Regions from separate parts of the Mus musculus genome. Here region 1 is linked to region 2. Evidence: chromatin contacts called from public HiChIP or PLAC-seq data. All regions are on one chromosome and are shown on one strand. The core of a region is the stretch at or near the end of the contact, and the rest is flanking DNA. Distances in the headings are between cores, read along the strand shown. Region 1 has its middle 36 kb from the start of Bex3. Region 2 holds the start of Tceal9 (transcription elongation factor A like 9).

What was found. HiChIP or PLAC-seq counts read pairs in DNA pulled down with a chosen protein or histone mark.
Region 1: a contact with region 2 is called in an H3K27ac HiChIP or PLAC-seq map of trophoblast stem cells, with 25 read pairs. The contact joins the enhancer-like site here to the promoter of Tceal9 in region 2. A contact is called at or near these places in 17 of 39 promoter capture datasets (the 3T3-L1 cell line, 3T3-L1-derived adipocytes, the C10 cell line and 11 more), 7 of 15 datasets of contacts at CTCF or cohesin (CD8 T cells, the G1E-ER4 cell line, the NIH/3T3 cell line and 3 more), 182 of 484 Hi-C or Micro-C datasets (3T3-L1-derived adipocytes, the AML12 cell line, the AtT-20 cell line and 98 more), 38 of 115 datasets of contacts at active chromatin or transcription factors (the SCID.adh cell line, astrocytes, bone marrow-derived dendritic cells and 22 more) and 4 of 9 other capture datasets (adipose tissue, embryonic stem cells, liver and 1 more).

The regions. Positions count from the first base shown.
Region 1 is chrX:136,304,970-136,307,724 of GRCm38.p6, reverse strand. No RefSeq gene overlaps it. Among named protein-coding and RNA genes, the nearest start is that of Bex3, 36 kb to the right of the region's middle. Within about 2 kb of position 1,309, at least 10 of the 459 cell types and tissues checked have an H3K27ac peak or open chromatin away from gene starts, as enhancers often do. A contact at or near this core is called in trophoblast stem cells, where this site is marked.
Region 2 is chrX:136,243,671-136,246,470 of GRCm38.p6, reverse strand. It overlaps Tceal9 (transcription elongation factor A like 9), which reads right to left and starts at 1,391. Exons shown (of 3, transcript NM_011712.2): 1 at 1,244-1,391; 2 at 705-770; 3 at 1-135. The coding sequence starts at 105. It overlaps Gm39535 (a long non-coding RNA gene), which reads left to right and starts at 1,434. Exons shown (of 2, transcript XR_878245.2): 1 at 1,434-1,751; 2 at 2,717-2,800.

The sequences.
Region 1 (2,755 bases), core at 60-2,559, 61 kb before region 2:
ATCCCTAGAGAAACATAAACAACTGTCTACTTATCCCAGATAAAGAACCAATAATAGATCAGTGTAAAAGATACCACCAAAATCCAACCTGGTGAACTAGTGAGTTTATTGGAGTTACTTAACATGTGGAGAACCACTCAAGGGCAGCTGTATCACTGAAAGCCCATCCAGCATGACCTGGAACTCACTTATGGGCACCTTGGCAGCTTGGAGAGAGCCTTTTGCTGTCAGTTCAGCTGACCTGAGCCTCTTCCAGCAGCTCAGTTGCTCTCTCTCTCTCTCTCTCTCTCTCTCTCTCTCTCTCTCTCTCTCTCTCTCCCTCCCTCCCTCCCTCTCTCTCTCTCTCTCTCTCTCTCTCTCTCTCTCTCTCTTCCAGGAAGATCTGCTACTTTCTGTCTTCCCAAAAGTCCTTACTGTTTATATAATCATGGTGAGGGAAGTGCCTTGGACATCTGGTCAGTTTCAAAAACTTCCAGAGACTCCTGAACTGTTTACTTCGGAGTCTCAAGGCGCCTGTCTTTAAAATTCCCTGAGTCTTATCAAGGAAATTCTCACAAGTCTTATCCTTTAGAAATTCCTGTGTCTTGATGAGCTGAGGAGGGATTGCTATACAATACCACCAGGGCTGGCATCTGGGAGTGCAGCAGCCACCACTGTCCTTAGAGTGTTTTGGTTCTACTCTATGTAGCCACTTGTGTGTATACTTGCTACATTTAACTCAATTCAGTACAATTTTAGTTCTACAAGAACAATTACTTTTATTGGTTGTGGCATGCCATATTATTTTGATTATCTGAAATTGGGATTCTACTGGATATGGCATACTTATACATACTATATCTGGCAACTCCAGAGACTCTCAAGAAAAGACTAAGAGAAGTCTTCCCATGGCAGATTCATGGAAAATGAGTAGATCAGGTTAACAATACAGACAAAAAGTTGTCATCCTGAATGGTAACAGTTGATTATATGGGTTAACTGATAGAATCAAGTGTATGCATTATTTCTGAGGCTGTCTTGAAGATTTATCTGGAAAAGATTAGTATTTGACTCAGTAGACAAGTTTTAAAAAGGAAATCAGCCTTCAACAGTGTGAATAGAGTCACCAAGCCAATTGATGAGCCCAGACAGAAGAAAAACATGGAAGAACTGTACATTGATATTCTCCACTGGAGCTGAAATGCTTTTATGGAATGAACAGTACTGACTGTATGTGGAGAATGAAGGGCATTTGGGTATCCAGTGTGGACAGCTCTTGGTGTCACCTCCTAGGAATTTGGCAGGAATTTGACTTTGGGCTAGGACAAGGAAGTAGGCTCGAGATGAATAGAGCTGAGGAATGTGTTCATTGTATCTTGATGGGTCTTGTTGCCACATGTAACAGCAGGCCAAAATTTTTCCACTGTAAACAAAGCAGGGCCTGGTCCCACCTAACTCAGGAAAGTAAACAAATTCCAGGCCTTTCTGAAATTCCTCAGGGTGCTGGATACCAAACTCACCTGTCACTTTGTGTGGGAGAAATAATGAAGGCTCCTGCCATACTTTCCTGCTTTTCCTTGAGCTAGTCTGCTGCTTCCTCTTGTGGGGGTATGTGGTAAGAGAAGAACAGACTCTTCCATTGCACTGGTCACATAATTACTTACCCTCACCATGCACAGCAGTAATGGAAGGAAGGCACCTTGTGAAACAAAGCCTAGGGGTCAGGACTCTTGAAGGAAAGGCTCTATGGCAACTGGGGAAATGGTTAACTCTTCCCTGAGCACCGTAGACAAATCAGTGAAATGGGAGTACTTCCTCAAAGAGTATGAAAAAAATTATTGTTTTAAAACAATGGTTTGCATTTATTTATAGTGTGGGGATGTGAGCGTGTTCATTCCAGGGAACATGTATGAAGAGCAGAGGACAATTTGCAGGAGTTGGTTCTTTTCTTCCACCAAGTGTGTTTCAAGCATCAAACTTGGGTCAGGTCGTCAGGCTTAGTGGCAAGCACCACTGGTGAGCCAGCATATGGGCCCAAGAATTCAACATTCTTAATGCTTATGGTTGCTTATTCTAGCCTACTACCATAAAAGAATGCATGTCTTTGCCAATTGGTCAAATTATGCATTTCATGAAACTTTAATAAACCAATCTCTTATTCTAGTGTTAGAAAGTAGAATTACTTTTCATTGTCTCTATCTGATTTCCATATATATTACACAGTTTGCACTTTCGCCTCAAAATATGTTGTGTGGCAATTCTAGACTTCAAACTTGAGATGTTTATGCTACATCCCATTTAAATGGGAAATGTGACAAAGGAAGACACCATGCAGGAGGAAGAGAAATGTCATATATTCCTTATTCAGACAAACAATGCAACATTGACCAAAAGTTAAATGGAAAATTCCCACAACTAATGTAGTCTCAGTTACTAAAGAGTCTCGGGCATATATGTGTGCATGAGAAAACCTATATGAGAATTGTCACTGAGCATAGCTACTCATAGCAAAGCAGTTCCAGATGGCCTGACCCAAAAAAGCTCAGAAATACTTTCCAGAAAGAAAAGTTGTGCTGGGTGGTAGTGACATAGGCCTTAATCCCGGAACTCGGGAAGCAGAGGCAGGCAAATCTCAGTGAGTTCAAGGTCAGCTCAAGCTCCAGGGCTAAATAAAAAGACCCTGTCTTGGAACAAAAAAAGAAAGAGAGAGAGAGAGAGAGAGAGAGAGAGAGAGAGAGAGAGAGAACAAATCACAAAATCAGAATAGTAACATGAT
Region 2 (2,800 bases), core at 142-2,641:
GGGTTCCTGCCCCTCCTCGGGCTTTTCCTCCGGCTTTGGCTCTTCCTCAGGCTTTGGCTCATCCTCCTTTTCTAGGTTTCCTTCCATTTTTTGGCAGGGTTTCATCTTGTGTCTGCTTCTCTTCTTTGCTGCTTCCTGCAGAATACGGGAATGCAATGATTTCTAGGAAGCGAGGGGGGAGGGGAGGGGGAGGGGGAGGAGGAGGAGGAGGAGGAGGAGGAGGTGGTGGTAGATGGAAGACTTGGTAGATGGGCAGGTGCTGTGCACAAAGGTCTCCTCACCGTTTGCTTACGCCCTCCCCATCCCACCCCCCCTCCGTCCACTCTTGCCCCCTCCCGCTCTCCCTCTCCCCACTTCCCTCTTTCCCCTCCTCTCTTCCCCCCACCCTCGTTCGGTCTAACTGCCCTCACCAGATACCTTCCACCTGAGAAACCCAGTCCGCAATCAAGGTTTCCCTGTCCCCGCCCCTCTTACCTCCATTTTCCACCCCCTCCCCTCTCTAGTCCCTCCCTCCAGCATTTTCCAAGGCCTTCCTTCCCGCCTCCCGCCCCAGCCCTCCACAAATCTTTCTCCCTCCCAGGCCTAACACAGGCCCCTCCGAAAGGGGTGGGGGGAAGGGAGAGGGGACTGGGGCCTTCAGCCTCTGCAGGCCTTCACCGACCCATATCCTGGGGGAGTCTTTTATAAAGTTCCCCCTCACTTACCAGGTACAGATCTGGTCGATTTCTTTTTCCTACTTATTTTAGCCTGGTGCGGTACAAAGAACAAACCTGCAGGCAAACGGAGAAGGGAGGGGATGTTGGGGGTGGGGCAAGCAAGCCCTCGGTGCTCAGCAGAGCACTACCACGGACCCAGCTCGCCGAGCTCTCCGCATTTAAGGGCTTGCTTATGGAAGTTTCCCACCCTTTGTTTCCCAAAGGACTCCTCCTTCCCACCCCGCAAGTTAGCCTGTCTTTCTCACCAGACAGAGGGTAAAAAGGAGCTATTCTTCCCCAACTATCTGTAGATCCGAGACGAGGTTTGGGAAGCAAAGTGGGGGTCCAAAATCTCAGAGTATGATTATTTTGGAATCGTCACAGCCCCCCTTGTTTTCTCTTGGGACCCCCTAGTCGTTTCACAAGTGTCCTTTCCTGAAGAATTAAAGGTACGAGGTGGAGGGACAGACTTAACCAGGACTCAAGTCACTACCCTAGACCACTGTAAACTACAAAAATCCTTGGCAGTAACGGCTTAAAACACTAACCTGATGAATTGAAGCAAGCTGTCTCTTCTGGCCGCTGGCCTCTCGCACCACCGTCTGCAAGGCTAAAGGGAGCTGGTACCCAGATGGAAACAAGGACCAGACTAGCAGGATTTCTGCACACGTCGACTCCTGGTCACATGAGATCTACGTCACCAGTGAGGTCCGGTCCCCGATCTCCACTCCCACAAAAAGCGCGGCAGATGTGGCCCCGCCCTCCGCTCCCATCTACCACCCCCTCTCTAAACATTCATTTGGCCTTGTCAGTCTTTTCTGGAGGAAGAAAAAAAAAGAATGTGCGGATTGGTTTTATTGTTGTTGTTCTTTTTGCAGCTCTCTGATTACTAAAGAGGAGCGTCATATTTTTTGAAGCTACGGAACTTTTCGGCTTCTTTTAATAATAGGCTCTTCCTGTCTCACGCTCCTAACTGCCAGTACCACTCACCCCCCACCTAGCTTTCCTTAGCCCCTCCTCCTTCATCTGAAACGCACTCCTTTGTTGTGGAGCCAGGTAGGTAGGTCAGAAAGCAGTGGGAGAGGGGGAATCTTGAAATAGAAGTGGGATTTTTCTTTAAGGCAACTTAAACTTTATTCTTAATACGTCTGTAGTCTTTTCGAAAGTAATGTTGTTTTACAGTCAGAAGTGACAGCCAAATTACTTTAGATACATTTGTGAATTCATACATGTTCATTTCTTATACTAGTGCCTAGTGTTTTTTAGTAAATGCATTCAAAGTATATGCCTTTACATTTTTTATTATATTGTGGTGTTACTTGGGGGAATTATTTAAAAAGAAGAAAAATCATGTTTAACTCTAGAGGCCTGCTGGTGGTATTATTACCAAGAAGTGGTGTCGCCTGAAGAATCGCTGCTTCAACACTTGCCAGCATAGATTGTTCGAAAACAGTCGCCTCATCTTAAAGAAAGTAACACTTTATATACACCACGAATTGTTGGACTGTCTTAACAATATGTGTCTGCTCTAAATCGCTTAGCTCATAGAAAACTTTCAACATTTACTTATTCCCATTTTATTTCATATATATGCATATCTCACTCACGCTGGAGTGAGACTGGATATAGTATAATTATGTTCCCCTTTAACAGGAGGACTCTAGCTTCTTTATCTTGTACTTGACTTTAAATTAAACTTTAAACTTGACTAGTCAAGTTGCTAGTTTTATGATGATGATGGTTGCTTGGGTTAAGGACTTAAAAGCCTCTATAGGTGAAAGTATTGGCTGCTCACTTGGTTACATATACCTAGTAAGTGTCTAAAATGTCTAAAAAATATATTTTAAAACTTGGCATTGCTGCTTTCAAACTGTATCTTCTGTTTGGTCATCTTAACCTTTGAGTCAGATTTCTGCTCAATTTTACATGTAGACATAGCAGTCATTTAAGATGTGGCTTGTTCAGAACAATAATACAAGGTTGTTTTGACCTAAATTTGCACACTGTGTTCCCTCTCCAAGGCTACAGACACCAAGATAAGAGGAAGTAAGACAATATTCCATTCTTGGCCATTGGAATCTAGAAGTCTCCAGTAAACAGTGCTC